Linked DNA regions of Sus scrofa: region 1 is linked to region 2. The links are chromatin contacts, called in public HiChIP or PLAC-seq maps. All regions are on one chromosome and are shown on one strand. Each heading gives the region's core, a stretch centred on a gene start, on an enhancer-like site or on the middle of the called end of the contact. The rest is flanking DNA. Distances are from core to core; before and after follow the strand shown. Region 1 holds the start of NUMB (protein numb homolog). Region 2 overlaps NUMB (protein numb homolog).

Region 1 (3,531 bases), core at 286-2,785, 160 kb before region 2:
ACATCACTAAAGTTATTTTGGCTTTTCCACTTTCCTTTTACAGGCTTTTTATGAGTCATTGAATTGAAGGGGAGGTTATTTCTAAATTGGAAGGTGAAGATGAGAGAAGGGGGAGGAAAGTTCCGGAAAATAACTAGGAAAAGACATCTTATTGTTACGTAGAGTTGCTGGAGGAATAATTTCCTCTTAGTTTGGTGATGGAAGTATGTAGTTTATTTAAACGTGACTAAAAATATATGTTAGAAAATAGACAATTTTGAGGGAGATAACAAACCATGCAGTTTTAGACTTCTTATTGCTTGCTGGCAAAGGAAAGAAGGGTAAATAGAAGAAATATGGAACAAAGAGTTAGCAGGAAGAAGTAAGGAGCAAAGTCCAGATTCTTGGTTCCACAGCAAGTCCCCAACCATAAAGTGCTGTTTAAGAGGGAAGTACATCCTCAACCTGTTCCAGTCCATCCTTGAGTATGTTTCATGACCCATGGGGTTTATGTTATAGGTGGAATTGTGAGGAGGGTACATTTAAATCTGATTTAGAAACTGAAAGGGTAATTAGGTGAGCATTTTGTTATTTATGAACAGGCAGAGTGGGCAGAAATGAAAAAGAAAAGCAAAAAGCTAATGGTGGATATATTTCTAGGAGTACAAGAGTTTTTATAGCAACACCAGATTTCTCAAAAGTGCCTACTGTGATTTGTACCCAAATGAATAAAAAATGCAATCATTTATTCTTGTACATTGTGCCATGTGAGAAAAGAACTGCAATTCATTCAATGGTCTTAATTTAGACTGCTGGGAAGAGAGGTTCAGAAAAAAAGACAAGCTTTTAAAGTATCTGACACACATCTAGTAGGGCTATTTAAGAACTGCTGAGCATAGAAAGCAAGTTACGGGGAGCTGAATTCTCCTTTTCAGAGCATCACAAGGGTAAAATGTGGCCCATATAGTCCAAACTTGCTGATGGTTGCCTGGTCCCTTGCAGGAGACATCCAGCGCTGCGTCTGAAAGCTGCAGAACTCTCAACATACCACTTCAATTCATTAACGACGTTTATAACTGCAACCAAAGTGGACTAACTTCAGTGGTGGTTCTTTGCCCTTTAGCATGGAGATGAACTTTAAGGTAACTGAGCACCTTAGGACTTCAAGCGAAGAGGAGGAAATTTTCATCTACGTGCTTTTCTTTCAAGAAGCCGCTAATGAGTCTTTAAACGCCAACTCTGATGTTGCTGTTGGTAAGTACTGCCCTCTGGGTGAGCAGGCAGTGGTAAGTTTCTCCTTACAGAGAGGAAGTTGGAGAAAGGGATGTTTACAGAGTCAATTTTACAACAAAGAGTTAACCTTTCCCCTCCGACAATAAGCGCCTGCCCCTTCCTTGCTTTCTACTGCGCAACCAAACTGCCCAAGCTCGAACCAACAGTCGCCGCCACATCCCTTGCAGGTTGATTTAATAGACACTTTCTGCAGCCTATCAGGATTTCGAACTGCCCAACCGTCAACCAATTACAACTAAAGCTGGGCTTGGGACGGTCCAGGTCCGGGAGGGGGCTAATACCGGGTCCAGGAAAAGGGGCGGTAAGGAAGCTATGACGGACGGGTAAACTAAGCCAATAAGAGCAGAGAGCTGTATCACCACTATCCAATGGAGAGGTAGGAAGTGTGAAACGGGGTGGGCCTGTTGTCATGGGGGAGGTGGTGGCGCTTGGTGGCTGCCGGCGGCCGAGGTAGAGGCAGTGGCGCTGGAGTTGGTCGAGGATAGCGGCAGGTGAGTGCCTGTAACGCGGGCCTGAAGGCTGAGGGCCATCTCCGAGCGAAAACTCCAGCTCGGTCATCCGGAGGCGGAGGCCTGCGGAAGGGGGCCTGGGCTGCAGGCCGGGTCGGGCCCGGGCCGGGGCCAGGGCGGGGGCGGTGGCCGCGAGTTCGCGCTGACTGGGCTAGTGCGAGAACCGCCCGGCTCCCGGCGGCGGAGTTCGCGCTGGCAAGGTAGGCTGGGGCCGGACTCAAGCGAGTTGGGCCGGGAGCTTCCTTGGGACGCCCAGCCAGCCGCTCGGGTCTGGGGCACTGACTGGCTGCGGGTGTGTGAGGGGTAGGTCCGTAGGGAGACGGGAGCGACTGGGCTCCTAGAGAGGGGATGGCGGGTTACGACTTGGTCCGAGGGCAGGGTGACTCGGGAATACCCAGGACAGCTTCGGAGCGAGGAAAAAGTGGAAACAGGGAATCCCGGGAGCGGCCCGAGCGGAGAAAGCCGGGGAGGGGCTCGGGGGGCCGTAGACTGGGAGTGGCTTGGGTTCGAGAGAGAAGAGAGACCGAGGGAGGTCGGGGTCCAGGGTACTGGGAGCAGCCGGGGTCGGAGAAAGGGCGTCTAGGAAAGACAGGGAGGGGGCTGAGCACCCTCCTGAGAAGGGCGGCTGTCCGAGGGAGAAGCGCTCTTGGACTGTTACGGATCTTCGGAGGGTCTGACCCATGGAGATCTTGAACAAGTTAGGAACCGGAGCGCCCTGCCCCCCACCGCTGGTCTGGGATGGAAGATCCTAGATCAGACTGGGAACTCCTGGGTCTGAGGATCCACAAGAGATCAGGGGAAAAAAAATCCTCATGGGGGTAGCTTGGGTTTGACGTCAGGGTGAGGGGTCTAGCTGAGGAGTGGAAGTTCTCTCAGCTGGAGTTAAATCAAGGAAAATGATACGGGTAGGCGGGGAAAAGTAGTTTCCTTGTAGGAAGGGAGTAGAAGATAGGGCGTAGTAGGAAGGAGCCAGAAAGTTGCCCAGGAAGCGTGGTCTTGTGGAAACTGGCCAGAACCGTAGATATGAGAAATTAACATAGGGCCCTTAATAGGTTGTAAGGACCTAAGAAATAGAAGTTTCAGCTTCACAATACTAAGATGCCATCTAGGATCAGAGAAAGTGTTTTAAGAGCAAGGTTGTGACTCGCATTCCATTGCTTTAGAAATTTGTTTTAGGACGACAGCAATAATGCTAGAAAATAAGGACGTTGGCAGGATGGGAGATTTGAATGGGAAAAGGAGTAGCCGAGATAAAGGAGTAGGACTGCGGACTTGATCAGCAAGAGGAGGGGCATGAAGAGGACAGACTTACTTATGTCAATTTAAAAATAAGTTTGAATTCTAGTTCCACCACCTAGCTTCGACAACTTAACCTCTCTCTGTGCTGAAGTTTCATCTGTATAATAGAGTTCCTACTTTTAAGGGTTGTTTTCTCATGTGAGTTAATGTTTTGTGGAACTTTTAGGCTGATGACTGGCACAGAGTAAGCACTGTGTACTGGATTATCAAATGTGTAGAAGATAAAGGAAGACCTGAATTCCTTAATGCGGTTGTTCTCAAACTTTGATTTGCACCAGAATCACCTGGAGGACTTGTTAAACAGCAGTCTGCTAGCTCTACTGATTCAGTTAGGGCTGGGTTTGGGTCTGAGAATTTGCATTTATCTCAGGTGATGCTTGTATTGGTCAGGGGACCACACTTCAAGAACCTCTTGCTTTTTTGAAAAGAGTAATAATACCAACCTTAAAAT
Region 2 (3,728 bases), core at 658-3,157:
TTACTCATTTACCTTATGAAAAATAGAAGAGAATTCTCTCAGCATTTTGCTCTGCATGGCGCAGCATGTTTAGCCTACTGCGTATTATACTTTATGTAAGGTCTGAGTTCTATAAATCAACTATAATGGAAAAAATTAAAAAGTCATATAAACTTAAAAAAAGATCTTAGTTCTATTTTTGTTCTTAGACATTTTTTAAAAAAAATGTTTACCACCATAAGTTCGATGTGAAAGATGATAGAACTTTTACCACCATTAAAAATTTTTTTAAAAAATGATGGGCCACATATGAAATTTCTTCTTGTTCCTTCATAAAATACTGTATTTTCAGAAAGTGATATTTGAACTGATTAACCTGCTATTAACTGAAAACTCAGGTGAAATCTTAAGAACTAGTAAATGGCTCTTTGGTTAACATTACTCAGAATCCACACATTATCTCAAATAACCAGTAGCATTTTGCATTTGAAAGGGCATGATCCTACATGCCTAGATAAGACAAGACATAGACCCTGCACTTAGAGAGCATAAGGTGTTATTTATATAAGTCCATTTAATCATTAATTAAAATTTTCTAAGAGACCAAAAATCTGTAAGAATTTTAACAAGAAGGCAATTTTCAGAAAAGACCCAAAAACCTCAGATGTCATTGAAAGGAGGAGAACATATCTTTTTTTTTTTTTTTTTTTTTGCTACCTTTGGCATGTGAAAATTCCTGGGTTAGGGATTGAACCCATGCCACAGCTGTGACCCACACCTCTGCAGTGACAATGCCAGGTCTTTAATCCATTGTGCCACAAGAGAACTCCAGAATTTGTGTAGTTTTCATTAATGCTTTGGATGAAATTTGTTGTGTGTAGAGGCTTTATTTTTAATTGTTTTACACAATAGTTAGAAAGTGATACTGCCCCCTGGTGGCTACTTATAACACTGGCATTAATTGGTTTAGTATTTCTATTTCCCATTTTCAGTAATCACCCTGGGACCCATTGTGAGCAGAAAATAAATTTTGCTATGTGTATAGCTTATAAAGAGCTCATATTTAGAATATATAAATGACTCTTATATATCAAAAGAAAAATGACAGACAATCCAAAATACTTGAAGGATCACTTTACTGAAGAGGAAATTCATAGCAGTCAAGATTATGCAAAATATAATGAGCCACCAGAATTGCAAAACTCTAAAAAATTGACCAGAAAGGTTGTGGAGCAACAGGAATTCTCATAGTTATGCTTCATAAAAGCCATTTTGTTTGTATGTTTTAGCATTTACAGCCCCTACCTCAGCATCTAGGGATTTTAAGCCACTAGAATATCTTATCACACAGAAGAGCCTCAGAGCCTCAAGATTTTAAAGAATATTTTGTATGATGTTTATACTTTGTATATGCTATGCCATTCAGCAAGTATAAAAGCATAGTCATACTCAAAATTAAATGATCAGTAAGTTAATAAATGCACAGAACTGTTCCAGAAATGATGTTATTGAATGTAATATCAATGTTATATGGGAATTGGATTAAATTTATTGACTTACATATGTTGAAAATTGAACATGGAATTTACCATGATAAATCTGGAGTCAGCAAGCCTATATTTTGGAACATGAAGATGAGGTGAGGGAAGCATCTGGGCAAAGTGCCTCTTGGGATCTCTCCTAGGTCAGATTCTTAGTATTCAGACCTCTGGCTCAGATTGAGCTATGAAATGTGCATCCTGTGTTTCTTCTGAGAAGTTTGAATAATCTCATAAGGCCTCTGTTCCTTTGTGCTTCCCTTTTTCTAGGACCTCATAGTTGACCAGACAATAGAAAAAGTTTCTTTCTGTGCCCCAGATAGGAACTTTGATAGAGCCTTCTCTTACATATGTCGTGATGGCACAACTCGGCGCTGGATCTGTCATTGCTTCATGGCTGTCAAGGACACGGTGAGTCTAACAGCATGGATTTCATCATGACTAGCCTCAGTTCACCATACTCTATCCAGATTGGCTCAGCCAAGCAAGTTTCCACTACGTTTTTATCAAGTTAAGTGATGTTACAGCACTTAGAAGAGCCTAAACTAGTCTGCTTTCACTCCTTTTATTCAAGTAGTTCACATTTGTGGTGAGACCCTACTGCTCTCAGAGCAAGGTGATTGACTAAGATCCAAGGTCATTAAAGGAAAGTAAAAGTGCTCTGGTGATGGTGGCTACTAAATTTTATTTGAGGAATTCCCGTGTGGCTAAGTGATAACAAACCTGACTAGGATCCATGAGGACGCAGGTTTGATCCCTGGCCTCGCTCAGTGGGTTAAGGATCCGGCATTGCCGTGAGCTGTGGTGACTCAGCTCAGATCCTGCATTGCTGTGGCTGGAGCATAGGCTGGCAGCTATAGCTCCAATTCGACCCCTAGCCTGGGAATTTCCATATGCCTCTGGTGTGGCCCTAAAAAGACAAAAAGAAAATTTTTAATTTGAAACTTTTAATTATTAGAACTATCTTACGTGTATTTGTTTGCTGATTCATCTGGATAGAAAATACTGGCATTCGAAAGCTGCTTATAAATTCATTTGCAAAGACACTCTACTGCAATATTCGGAGTATATTTTCAATTAATTAAAAAATAGAAATACTAGGAGTTCCCGTCGTGGCGCAGTGGTTAACGAATCCGACTAGGAACCATGAGGTTGCAGGTTCGGTCCCTGCCCTTGCTCAGTGGGTTAACGATCCGGCGTTGCCGTGAGCTGTGGTGTAGGTTGCAGATGCGGCTCGGATCCCGCGTTGCTGTGGCTCTGGCGTAGGCCGGTGGCTACAGCTCCGATTCAACCCCTAGCCTGGGAACCTCCATATGCCGAGGGAGCAGCCCAAGAAATAGCAACAACAACAACAACAACAAAAAGACAAAAGACAAAAAAAATAAATAAATAAATAAATAAATAAAATAAAAATAAAAAAAAATAGAAATACTAAAGTACAGTACAGTGGACTATGCTGGAAATTGTTATGGAGTAGAAATCTTTGGTTTTATTTAAAAATAGAGAATAATCAATTCTATCATCCTTCATATGAATTACCCAAAATTCTGACATGAAAGACAAGTCTCTTAGATGATGATCTTAATTAACTATGCTATAGCATTAAGAATGTAATTTCTGAATTTTTTTTTGCCTTTTGTTTATTTGTTTTTTAGGGCTTCACCCACAGCATATGGAGATTCCCAGGCTAAGGGTCCAATAAGAGCTACAGCTGCCGGCCTATACCACAGCCACAGCAATGCAGGGTCCAAGCCGCATCTGCGACCTGCACCACAGCTTACACAACGCCAGATCCTAACCCACTGAGCAAGGGCAGGGATTGAACCCGCAACCTCATGGTTCCTAGTCGGATTTGTTTCCACGGCGCCATGATGGGAACTCCTAATTTCTGAATTTTTAAAGTCCAGACAGTTCCTGTCGTGGCTCAGTGGTTATCGAATCCGACTAGGAACCAGGAGGTTTTGGGTTTGATCCCTGGCTTCATTCAGTGGGTTAAGGATCTGGTATTGCCATGAGCTGTGGTGTAGGTTGCAGACTCGGCTCGGATCCCACGTTGCTGTGGCTCTGGTGTAGGCCAGCAGCTACAGCTCCAATTAGACCCCTAGCCTGGGAACCTCCATATGCCGCAGGAGAGGCCCTAGGAAAAAAACAAAAATAACTAAATAAAGTCCAGACAAAATAAGGCAGTATAGCCATTCTGCATTCATGGAG

What was found. HiChIP or PLAC-seq counts read pairs in DNA pulled down with a chosen protein or histone mark.
Region 1: an H3K27ac HiChIP or PLAC-seq map of alveolar macrophages shows a contact between it and region 2, with 4 times the contacts expected there. The contact joins the promoter of NUMB here to the enhancer-like site in region 2. A contact is called at or near these places in 4 of 5 promoter capture datasets (fetal liver, fetal skeletal muscle and liver), 7 of 47 Hi-C or Micro-C datasets (adipose tissue, alveolar macrophages, liver and 3 more) and 2 of 2 datasets of contacts at active chromatin or transcription factors (alveolar macrophages and skeletal muscle).

Annotation. Positions count from the first base shown.
Region 1 is chr7:96,796,694-96,800,224 of Sscrofa11.1, reverse strand. It overlaps NUMB (protein numb homolog), which reads left to right and starts at 1,535. Exons shown (of 9, transcript XM_021099490.1): 1 at 1,535-1,763.
Region 2 is chr7:96,638,255-96,641,982 of Sscrofa11.1, reverse strand. It overlaps NUMB (protein numb homolog), which reads left to right. Exons shown (of 9, transcript XM_021099490.1): 5 at 1,788-1,928. Among named protein-coding and RNA genes, the nearest start is that of PAPLN, 55 kb to the right of the region's middle. Within about 2 kb of position 1,907, at least 1 of the 83 cell types and tissues checked has an H3K27ac peak or open chromatin away from gene starts, as enhancers often do. A contact at or near this core is called in alveolar macrophages, where this site is marked.